2 separate regions of the Mus musculus genome follow, and region 1 is linked to region 2. The links are chromatin contacts, called in public HiChIP or PLAC-seq maps. All regions are on one chromosome and are shown on one strand. Each heading gives the region's core, a stretch centred on a gene start, on an enhancer-like site or on the middle of the called end of the contact. The rest is flanking DNA. Distances are from core to core; before and after follow the strand shown.

Region 1 (5,558 bases), core at 2,423-4,922, 140 kb before region 2:
CTTAACTGCTGAGCCATCTCTCCAGCCCCCTTGTTTGTTTATTTGTTTGTTTGTTTGTTTGTTTAACCCAACCAACCGTGTGATTTTATCATGTGTCTCTCTCTGGAGTCCCATCTTCCATTCAGCATGGGACGATCACGTATTACAGTCTGATGTCAGCATCCTGGCCGTTTCCCGGGCCTGGGTCACCTACACTTACTATCCACGTGAGTGACAAGCAGCTGAGTGGGAAGGAATGCTGTGATCTCTCCTTGGAGACCTTTCTCCTCACGGACCTCAGGCATTTTGCCGATGAGCCCCTATGCACAGTCTGAGGAGGATGCTTTTAGACCTTTGGGGCCATTGAGGAAAAGTGCCACACTATGCCCGACCATCCAAGCTCTGTCTCTGGGATCCGTATGGGAGAAGGGGATAAATGATTCCTAAGTTGTCCTCTGACCTCTACACACACCATGGTGCACACCCCCCTTCACACACCAAACACATGAGTGTAATAATTAAACAGACAAACAAACCACCCAACCCGCTTTGGCCTGACAGGGCACTGTCATGGGTGTCTCTAAATACCCTATCTCTGCCACTTCATCCCTGGGCCTTAGTTTTTGTTATTAGTAAAATGGGATCCTGGTGCCAGATCCCTTCTGCTTTGGCAGGGGTTAAATGGCAGGATCTGCAGGTCCTCGGCTCACGGCCTGCTGTGGGGTCAGGTGAGCTCCCTGGTGGAAGGTGCTCAGCCTGCACACACAGCTGGCAAGGGTGCTTCCTGAGAGAAGCCGTGCTTTATCCAGGAGGTATGCCAATAGCACACTTGCCCGTATGTTTGGGGTGAGCATGGGCGACAGTGGTCCTGGGGACTTTCCCTGGGCTCAGCTGCCCTTCGGACTGGGATTTCCTGCCCTCACCCAATCCCACAGCCTCTCGAGGCCAGGGTGGGTAGAGCAGGGTGAGAAGATTGGTTTGCTGGTGGCTTGGCAGCCAAGTTCATTGGCAAATGGCTATTCCCCCAGGGCTGGGACCATTTAACAGATTATGTGGAACAATGGCTAATTAGGAGCTGAGGGTTTTTGGCAGGAAGTCTTTCATTATGAGCTACATAGAGTCTTGCATCCCGGCTAGAGAGGGCACCTTCTCTGTCCTGCTCCAGCGGCAGGACAGCTGTTGAGCCTGGGTCTTCTCACTCAGTCGGTGTTCCAATCACCTCCCCCCAACTTCCCCTATCCTCCACACCTTGATGCCCAAACAGAATAAAATATGGTATAGGAGACACTGAGCCCCAGAGCACCATGACCTCTTCTGTTGGGAATTCCATCCTCTGAGCCCAGTTTGCTTTGCAGTGACCGGAGGGGGCTTTGTATCTGGGCCATACAGTATTCCGGACTCTTCTGGTGAGAGAACTTTCCAGACTCAAAACGCCAGCAGGCCTGGAATGGACCTGGACCCTCATGTCCTCCCGTGCCTCCAGGTGCTCAGCTCCCAGCCTTGAAAAATGCCCTTCCTTTCCCTGTTCTCCAGGCAGACGTGGATCTTGGTCTCTAATTTTAATCCTGGTGAATGTGATTCACGACCTGCCAGGGCTGGGCTCAGCAGCCAGGCTTTCCAAGTGCCTGCTTAGGAGCCATCAGTACTCTGTAAAGATTGCAAGGCAGCTGGATAGAGAGCAGGTCCATCAGCTCCCGCCCTCCTGACCCAGCCAGCTCAGGCACTGGCCACCAGGGGTTCCATGGATGAGCTTGTGAGGTCAGAGGACAGCTTTAAAGGTGTCAGTTATTTCTTACCCTGTGGGTCACCAGGTTTGGTAGCAAGCACCTTTCCCAGTTAGCCACCTCGAGGGTCCTTACCCATTTCTTAGGTGACACAAATGTTACTCAGTGGACTTAAGCAGAACAGAGTGAGCATAAGGGGCTGCTGGAGATTATTTCTGTGAGAGAAAAACCCACGTTGGCATCCTCGCAGGGAGGAATCTGCCTCTGACGTGTAGTGGGAAGGTGTTCGTAGGGGTTTCTTTTGAAGGTCTGGGTGGGATTGAAGGTGGGTTGTTCAGGGACGAGCCACCGTGAAGAGCTAGCTGTTCCCACACTGGGCCTGCTGGGTCAGTGAATCCTCACTGGGGTGTAAGATGGAGAGTTTGTGGTACTGAGAGAAGAGCCCTCCTAGCACCTGTCTGCCTGCATTTTCCAGGGTCTTCCACAGCCTGTAGCCAAGCCACTGTCCTGACAGGCCAGTTGCCCCGGACCTTATGTGAGGTGAGGTGAGACCCTTGGCTGATCAGGGTCTGCTCTGACGAGCTCTGATGAGGACACGTGAGCATGAGGGCTCACCTGTTCCCAGAAATACCAATTCTTCTGTATAGCGGAGCCCCCTGGGAACCACTTAATTCAGTCCCCAAAGCAGTTTCAAGGCTTGCCTCCCTTTGAGGGTCTACTGGTCAGGATGATCTGAAGTTAATGCCGCTTAATTGGTGTTCTCGGGGCTTAGTCATGGGAGCTCATGGGAGCGGCTTCCTCGAAAAGCTTCACTGGGTCTGTTGCTAGGGACAAAGCCTTTCAGAGGGTAACTGCTCTTCTTTCCGGGGCGTCTTTTGGCTTATGCTTTTGATTCTCTCCCCAGGAGGCATCCCAGTCCTGAGGTCAGGGAGCCCCCTCCCCGACATTGCTCACCCCTCTCGGAGTAGCCTGGGAAGGTTCTCTAGCTTTTCTGCATCTATTTCATGTACTGATTTCCTGGCTCAGCACAGCCAAGGTGCATTTGGACCCCTGTGCTTGTGTGGGGCTTGCTTAGGGTTCATGGTGCACATGCTACAGGAGAGACCCTCTCTCTTGTCTCAGAGCCCAGAGCTTAGACCAAGCAGTGGTTCCGAATGGACTAGCGTGGTGGACAGGTGATTCTGAGGAAGTGTCCGGGCTCCAGGTTGAGATGGTGAGGGGCCTGGCCTCCTCCCTGCTCCCCTAGGATGGAAGGATGGAATGGGATGCACACAGCAGTTAGACTGCAGGCAGGCTTTGCTGCTCATACTTCATCTCCCCAAGGCCACTCTGTCTGGAGAACTCTGCAGTTCTATGTGAAATAATACAGCGTCCAGGTTGACACCCCCCCCCAACACACACCATTATCCATCATTTATTGTATTCTTGCCTTCATTAGCCAGAGTATGCATTGAGCCTGACAGGCACCCAGTGGCCTCTTAGAATTTTAAAATCTGTGTTTCAGCACACACACACACACACACACACACACCCCTTGCTGTTATTAGTCCAACTAATGAAAAAGCTTCCTTAGCAGGCCCCTGGGCTGTTGATTTCACAGTTGCAATGTACATATGTTAATTATGCCCGAATCCCAGCAATCCTTCAAGCCCCTCCACTTTCCAGGGACCTTCGGAGCCCCCCCTCCCATCCTGTTTCCAGGGGAACCCCCGTCTCCTTCTGCAGCAGAAAGCAGTCTCCAGGGAATTCCCCCCTTGTTGAAGCGTCAAGTGCCATTTTCAAAGCAGCCACTGTCATCCTCCCTGCCGGGCAAGGGGGGGGTGTCCGTGGACTGTGGGCTGGGGGTGGGCCGTGGAAGTGGGGTTGTCTGTCAGCCCTGGTAGGGGAATGCTTCAGGCTAGAGGCATTGAAGGAGAACAGCAGGAAGTCTGATCTTTCCAGAGAATTCTCTAAGACATAAGTGTTTACCTGCAGGACTCCCGCAAAGAAGCCATTAGGGGAAATTTTCCTTTTGTCTGAAGCCGGGAGGTTTACTTAGAAGGGGCGGGGAGCTTGTAGGAAATCCTTTGCAAAGGGTTGCATGTTTGTGACGTTGTTATGGAATTTATAGGAGAGACAGGAGCTGGGTTTTATTGAGGCTAGAGTGTGGTGTTCCCCTACCCCCACCCCCACCCCGAACCCATTGCTTGCACACAGCAGGGCTGTCCTCAGTCCTTGGAAAATAATCCACCTTCTCTGATTTTCATTTGCTTAGGTGGCTCCTCCCTCCAGTCAGGTGAGGTACAAAAAATATCCTGAGTTTCTCGCTCTGTGGCTGTGGGCAGGTTACCTAACCTTGCTGACTTATTTCCGTGTTCATGAGCCGGTAACAGCCCTCAGAATTTTTAAAGAATTAAACGAGATAGCTTAATGATCCCGTTGATCAATGAACGGGAGAAGCTGGGTAAATGTTAGTTTTCTCCCCCCCCCCCCCCCCCCCCCGGCCCAGTCCTCATTCATTAGCGGCTCTCAACCTCATCTGCTTATTAGCTGTATCTAGAGACCCTCCCGGGAGGATGTACAGTTGTTTGGGCCCCATGCACATCGATTCGACTTTAACTGGCCTGTGGGATGGCTGAGCGTGGATATATATATATATATATGTTTTTGAGACAGGGTTTCTCTTTGTAGCTCTGGCTGTTCTGGAACTTGCTCTGTGGACCAGACTGTCCTCAAACTCACAAAGATCTGCCTTACTCTGCCTCCCTGGCATGATCAAAGGCATGTGCCACTGCTACCTAGAAGGGATGTGGGTTTTTTGTTTGTTCTTTTGGTTTTTTTGTTGGTTTTTGTTTTGTTTTGTTTTGTTTTGTTTTGTTTTTTCGAGACAGGGTTTCTCTGTGTAGCCTTCCCTGGCTGTCCTGGAACTCACTCTGTAGACCAGGCTGGCCTCGAATTCAGAAATCCACCTGCCTCTGCCTCCCAAGTGCTGGGATTAAAGGCATGCGCCACCACCGCCCGGGGTAAGTATATATTTTTAAGCACCTGTTAAAGCATATATATATGCTCATTTATTTTACTCATTTCATGTTTGTGTGAATATACTCACACAAACATGAAATGAGCAAACATCCATTTAATTTGTCACACCCCAATGAGACAGCAAAGACAGCACCCAGCCAGGCACACAGTGACTCGGACATAAGTGTATGGGTAGATTCAGTGTGGCGACGCTGGCCAGGTGGGAGCCAGTCACGAATTGCAGACACTGAACTCACACATATGTTTATGCAGGTTGGGTAGGAGCTGGCTGCAGTGTGCACTTGTCTACGGAGGCTCATTAGTAACCCACTCTGGGCACTGAGCGCACTTCTTGCCTGCAGTTTGCAGAGTAGCTTAGTCAAAGAAGACTCTGAAAGAGGAGCAAGCAGCACTCCTCCGTGGTCTCCGCATTAGCTCCTGCCTTTAGGTTCCTGCCCTGCTTGAGTTCCTGTCTGACTTCCTCCCTGAGTTGTTTTGGCCATGACCTTTCACCATAGCAATAACAGCCCACTGCCTGGTCGGGGGTGGAGGGTGGGGCAGACAAAGGCTAAAGGCAAGATAGACCACACAGGGTCACTCAGATATGACACCATCTACCCCTGGAGCTCATGCCTGGAAAGGGAGGGAGGGAGGGATCTAGGGATCAGAGAGGAAGCCAGGAGAGACGTTTTCACGCCTGTAGGAGGCAGAGCCCAGCGTGTGGGCTGGAGCCAGAGCCCAGCGTGTGGGCTGGAGCCAGAGCCCAGCGTGTGGGCTGGAGCCCACAAGTGCCCCCACACCTCACCAGCTCATTCTCTCGCAGTTCGGACGCACCGAGGTCATAGATAACACGCT
Region 2 (5,609 bases), core at 715-3,214:
CTGCATGAAGTGCTTTGACCACCACAGGCTCACGCTGTGGCATGCAAGTTCAGGGACACACACTAAATAAAAATATAAGTGGAGTAAAAAGTAAAAGACCATTAAAACCTGAATCAGAGGAGGACCAGAAAGAGGAGAGAAAAAGACAACCCAGTTGTTTCCCCGCCCCCCCCCCATCTCCATGCTCCCTCACACACCCACACACTGACTGCATAGGGTGCTCTGTGGCTCCTCACCCCACTTCCCATCTCTTCAAGATCAAAATCATAATTGTAATGATAATTAGTACTAAAGTGCTCCTTCTGACTGAGCTGCAGTCCTGCAAACCTGGGCTACCGCGAGTTATTAGAACCATCTAAACATGGCGACCCTGGTTTGTGCTTAGCAACTTGCCAAGCACTTTCCCTTCACAAGGCTCTGTTATAAGTATCCAAGGATCGCTTGGTTAATTTCCCCCTTACTCATCCCATGAAGGATGTACTGTGACTTTCATCCCCATTTTACAGATTAGGAAATTGAGGTACAGATAGAGATGAAGTTACTTCCCAAGCCAGACAGAGACTGAGCAAGGATTTGAACCCAGACAGGCTGGCTCCAGCAGCCGAGCTCTTATCTTAACCACTAATGACAAGCCTCAGCTGATGCTCAGGCTGCGATTACCCGGCTCCAGCTGCACCGCCCAGCGTTCGCACACGCGCAGTAGCTCAGGTGAGCTTTACAAGTACTGCGACCATTGCGTTTACAAAGGGCACAGCAAAACACAGAAAGGCCGAGCCACTTGCCCAATCACACAGCCACAAAGGACAAATTTGAACCCACACAATGTAGCCCTACAGCGTGTGATCCTTGCGCTGAGCTGCAGACCTGGGCTACCTTGAATTATTAGAACCATCTGAGTGTGACGACCGTGGCTTATGAATTTGACAAGGACTTAATAGCCAGTGAGCCCTCTTCTAAATATTTTTATGATATTTAATGATATTTCATATGCAACTCAGATGGTGTGCCTGCTTACCATTCACCAAGCAGCTCATAAGCCGGATGTGATGGTGCACGCCTCTAATCCTAGCACTCCGGAAGCTGAGATAGAAAGATCCTATCAAGGTCATCCTTGGCTACAAGTTCCAGGCCAGCCTGAGAGCTAGCTCTCAGGTCTCAAAAAATAAAATCTTAACGCAGGAGCGTGTAGGGAACTGTGGGCTGGCGTGTGCAAGACCCTGCGTTTTATCCCTGGCTCTGTGGAAAGAGATCATGTTCCAAGTTCGTTGTAGGAAGTACTGGGAGGTTCCAGAAGAAAGGCAAGTAACCCTGGAGACCGCAGAGGACAACAGTAGCCTCTATCTTTCCAGCCAGTGTTACAAACTGTCTCCGACTCTTTACTGTGCAAAGGCTTTTCTTTCTCTTCGGCAGTAAATAGGTCATGTTCTCTACTGCAAACACTGAGTTTCCAGAGTCGATGATGCCCTAGAGTGACCCTATAAATGGACTCCTCCCAGGCATATATCCTCACTTTCACCCCAAACCCACTCATCCTTTACAGCCCACCCCCTTCTACCTCCTGGGATCTTTGAACAGCCCTTCTTCCTCCCAGGGGGCTTCTCTACCTCTGCCAAGACCTGCCAAGAGTTTGACCCATCCCTCTTGGCTTCCATTCTCCACACCCCTGTCTCCAAGTCAGTCTGTGCCCTTCTCCAGCCCTCCACCCTGGGCTCTATTTCCACAGGAAGCCAACAGCGCGCGGGACTTTCTGTGATGTTTGTGCAAGTGCGTAGATGACCTAGATGACCGCGATACAATGAGGGGAGGGGGTTGGAGGCTGTGGCCTGGGAGTGCCTCCCAAGGACACAGGTGCATTTAGAGCAGGGACCTTTCGGGCTGTAGGATGCTTTTTACCAGACAGAACAGTCCCCTGGTATAATTTCAGGCTAGCAGGCAGGGCCCCAGAGAGCTATTTTAGTGAGAGGCACTCTTTTGATGTGCCTTAAACAGCTCCAGGGAGCTAATCCCGCCCCAGGGTGGGGCAGCCTGGGCGCCTGGGCCCATTAGGACGGAATGAAAGGCTTTTGAAGGTGGTGGCTCAAGACAGGTGGTCTTTTGGTTCCAGCCACAGTGTCTCTGTCAGGATGGGTGAGTTCTGGAGTGAGAGATGTATAGACAGCCCTGCCAGATGGAGAAGTCTGGGTGGAGGAAACTCAGGGACAGGAGACTTCTCCCAGATCTGATCATCGTAGTGAGTACCATGCTATGCCAGCCTCCCCACAGGTTTTGTAAAGGATCAGGTGAGATAAAGCATAGCCCAGAGCCAACCCCCAAAGGCAGGCAAGTGTGCTTAAGCCTTCTTTTCTGTTTTCTTTTTGACAGCACATCCCTGTATCTGTGAGCCACGTGTGACTCCCCTCTAGTCAAAGGGGTCAAAGGGGACAATGATTTGGTACTTTGTGTTCTCTGAGTCACTGGCACCCCTCACTCTATCCCGTACCCCTCCCCCATTCCCTGCTTCCCCACCCTCCAGCATCTCAGATTCTGTCACAGGGACCCAGCCACACCAGCCATGTGTCCATGTGAGCAATGTGTCAAATGAAGATTAATTGTCCCAGATTACCTGGGATTGCAGGGTCTTCTGGAGTTTAGGAGCTGAGTTTCAGCCCCGGGCACGCAGGCGTGGTTGTTCATGCTGGACCGACCCAGAAGTCACTGAGTATGTTGTGTATATGTTGTGTGTGTTGAGGTGCAGCTTAAGTGTGATCAGATGTCTTTGTGCACAGTGGGTCTGCTGGTACGTTTGTCTGTCTGCTGGGTTTCAGTTGCTCCGTGTAGGAAGACGTAATGTGTTTGTAAGATACATAGAGATGGGTGTGTACACTTTAGACTGCACGAGTAATGCTGTTAGATGCAGGAAATATGGAGGTCGCACCCCCTCCCCCCAATTCTCTTGGGTGGAAATAAGACAATATGCATGGTGTTCAGTGAACCATGAATTCTCTGGCAAAAACCTGAGTTGTGTTTTTCAAGTGAGTCTGATATATTGGTGTGGGGGGCAGGGAAGAGACTCTTGGTGTGTGATTGGTATAAAGCTGTTACTGGCTGTGGTGATGAGTTCTTTGTCTGATGGGGGGTGTTGCTGAGACCTGTAGCTGGTGTGTGTTTGGCACATGCTCTGTGCAGTAGCCCGTGTGGGCTTGGTTGGGGGTGGGAGCATGAGGCGTGTGATTTATGTCCCTAGTGCAGAAAGAAGTGTTGGTGGTGTCCGTGTGATGCGGCACATCCTCTGTGCGAGATGCAAGGGGAAGGTAGGAAAGGATATTTGGCACAGGTGACTGTGCCCCATGGTCGACGGGCGGGGCACTCCACTTTTTTTTTTTAAAGATTTATTTATTTATTATATGTAAATACACTGTAGCTGTCTTCAGACACACCAGAAGAGGGAGTCAGATCTTGTTACGGATGGTTGTGAGCCACCATGTGGTTGCTGGGATTTGAACTCTGGACCTTCGGAAGAGCAGTCGGGTGCTCTTACCCACTGAGCCATCTCACCAGCCCCTTGTTCTCCTTTTGATAAAGCCACATTGATCACTCCACCGAGTGGCTGAGAAGTCCCCTCTCATTGCCCAGAAGACTCTCAAACGTCCACTCATGGATACTCACCTAGAGATGCCTACCTGGGTCCCCCATGCCCACACTGGAAACAGGCACGTTTTAGGAAATTTCAAGTCTGAGAGTCCCAAACATGTCCAAAGTGTAGGCTTTTTTAACCCTAAGAGGCCTTTCCTTTCAGGGAAAAGGAAGCAAGGTTTATACTGCAACAAACAAACAAATAAACAAACAAACCGAGGCTGGAGGGAAGGGGAATTCCATGAAGCTATTGGGATGGGACACCTCCCAGAAGCTGTGAGAATTAAAACAGTAGTTCTCCACTTTCCTAATGCTTCGACCCTTTAACACAGTTCCTCACGTTGAGGTGACCCCAACCATACAATTATTTTTCTTGCTACTTCATAACTATAATTTTGCTGCTGTTATGAATCATAATATAAATATCCACTGTCCAGGATATCTGATATTCGACCCTTATGAAAGGGGGTCATGACCTACAGGTTGAGAAATGCTGGGTTAAGTGGCCAGCGTAGTCCTTACTTCCCTTGCGGCTGCGGTAAAATCCCTGACGCAGGCAACTGCAGGGAGAAAGGAGTTCCTTTGTCTCAGCTTGAGCAGTAGGTCCCACGGGCAGTGGGCGTCAGAGAGAGCTGGCTACGTGGTTTACAGAGAGACAAGGGAAGACCAGGGCGCAGCTTGCTTTCTCCCATTTATTCAGTCCCTGACCTCAGTACCGAGGATGGCACAGCCCACTTTAGGGTGGGTTTTCCCACATCAATGAATTTAATCTCATTTCTCACCAGTATTCCCAGAGCTTATTCCATTCCCTAAGTCGACCATTTAGATTAATTCTAATTGTCAACCTTATAGTTAATACCCACCAAAAGTCTTTAAACGGCCACCTGTAGAGGGCTTTGGTCCCCTGTAGAGGGCTGCCCCCTCCTCTCCAGCTTCTTCCCCTTACCCTCTTTCCATCATTGCATCATGGGTATTTGTTCACTTAGGTGTCTGAACAGTTGAAGCTTCCTTGGTGTAGATCAAAACTGGCCAAACACTGGTGATTTCGTAGTTTCTACCTGGTGTGGTTTTCAAATCTCTTTTGTAGTTTAGAGCACACAGGGCAGACCAACGAGACGGCTCAGTGGGTGCAGCTGCTTGCTGCCAAGCCTGAGGAGCGAGTTCTGCCCCTGGAACACACATGGAAGAGGAGAGGAAGTTGGGTTGACCTCTGACCTCCACATGTGTGGGATGACGTGCACAAGACAGCCACTCGCACAATTTAAAAAAAAAAAACAAAACACGTCTGAGGGTCCATCAATGGTCTAGAGGAGGTGGCCAACAAGTTCAGTGGCTACAGGTAAAACGGGCATGAATTATGGCAGTTCATAACTCAAGTTCACTTTAGTTAATATTCATTAAACATTTACCATATGCCAGGCTCTGTCTGAAAGACTTTATATATATGTTAACTCATTTGACCCCCCACAATAACCTCCTGGGCTGAGAAACATTCATAGCTTCATTCTTTTTGTTTGGGGACAGGGTCTCTTGTAGCCCAGGCTGGCCTCAAACTCAGCATGTCTCCAAGGATGATCTTGGACTCCTGATCCTCCGACCTCCATTTTCCATAGTCTGAGATTACAGACACACACTACCATCCTGAGCTTAAGGTCGCCACTCTACAAATGGAGACACTAAGGTTCCAGGAACCTCAGTAGCATGGCACAGTTTTGTGACAAGAAAGAAATTAACTTTGGCTTCGTCCCCGAGCTGTCTATTCCTCAGCTGCTCAGCCTACACTGGAGCCTTGAGGCAGGATGGCAGTCCCAACCCCTAGGTCTCTCCACCCCTTACAAAAATAAAGGTTCATTGTTACTGACAGCTCTAAGTTTGGCAGTTGGCTCAGCTGTGGGACTGCCTGCCTGACATGGCTTGTTCTGGGCCCCAGGCTCAAGGAGAAGCCCCTCTCTCGTGGGCTTTTCCCAGAGAAAACAGTGAGCCTAGGGTCACGTGAG

Evidence for each region. HiChIP or PLAC-seq counts read pairs in DNA pulled down with a chosen protein or histone mark.
Region 1: a contact with region 2 is called in an H3K27ac HiChIP or PLAC-seq map of embryonic stem cells, with 5 read pairs. The contact joins two enhancer-like sites. A contact is called at or near these places in 1 of 484 Hi-C or Micro-C datasets (bone marrow-derived macrophages), 2 of 115 datasets of contacts at active chromatin or transcription factors (embryonic stem cells and pancreatic cancer cells) and 2 of 9 other capture datasets (liver and pancreatic islet).

The regions. Positions count from the first base shown.
Region 1 is chr17:29,211,720-29,217,277 of GRCm38.p6, reverse strand. It overlaps Cpne5 (copine V), which reads left to right. Exons shown (of 21, transcript NM_153166.2): 4 at 5,527-5,558. Among named protein-coding and RNA genes, the nearest start is that of Cpne5, 23 kb to the left of the region's middle. Within about 2 kb of position 3,672, at least 17 of the 459 cell types and tissues checked have an H3K27ac peak or open chromatin away from gene starts, as enhancers often do. A contact at or near this core is called in embryonic stem cells, where this site is marked.
Region 2 is chr17:29,069,341-29,074,949 of GRCm38.p6, reverse strand. All of the region lies in intron 1 of Trp53cor1 (tumor protein p53 pathway corepressor 1), which reads left to right. Among named protein-coding and RNA genes, the nearest start is that of Trp53cor1, 7.0 kb to the left of the region's middle. Within about 2 kb of position 1,964, at least 48 of the 459 cell types and tissues checked have an H3K27ac peak or open chromatin away from gene starts, as enhancers often do. A contact at or near this core is called in embryonic stem cells, where this site is marked.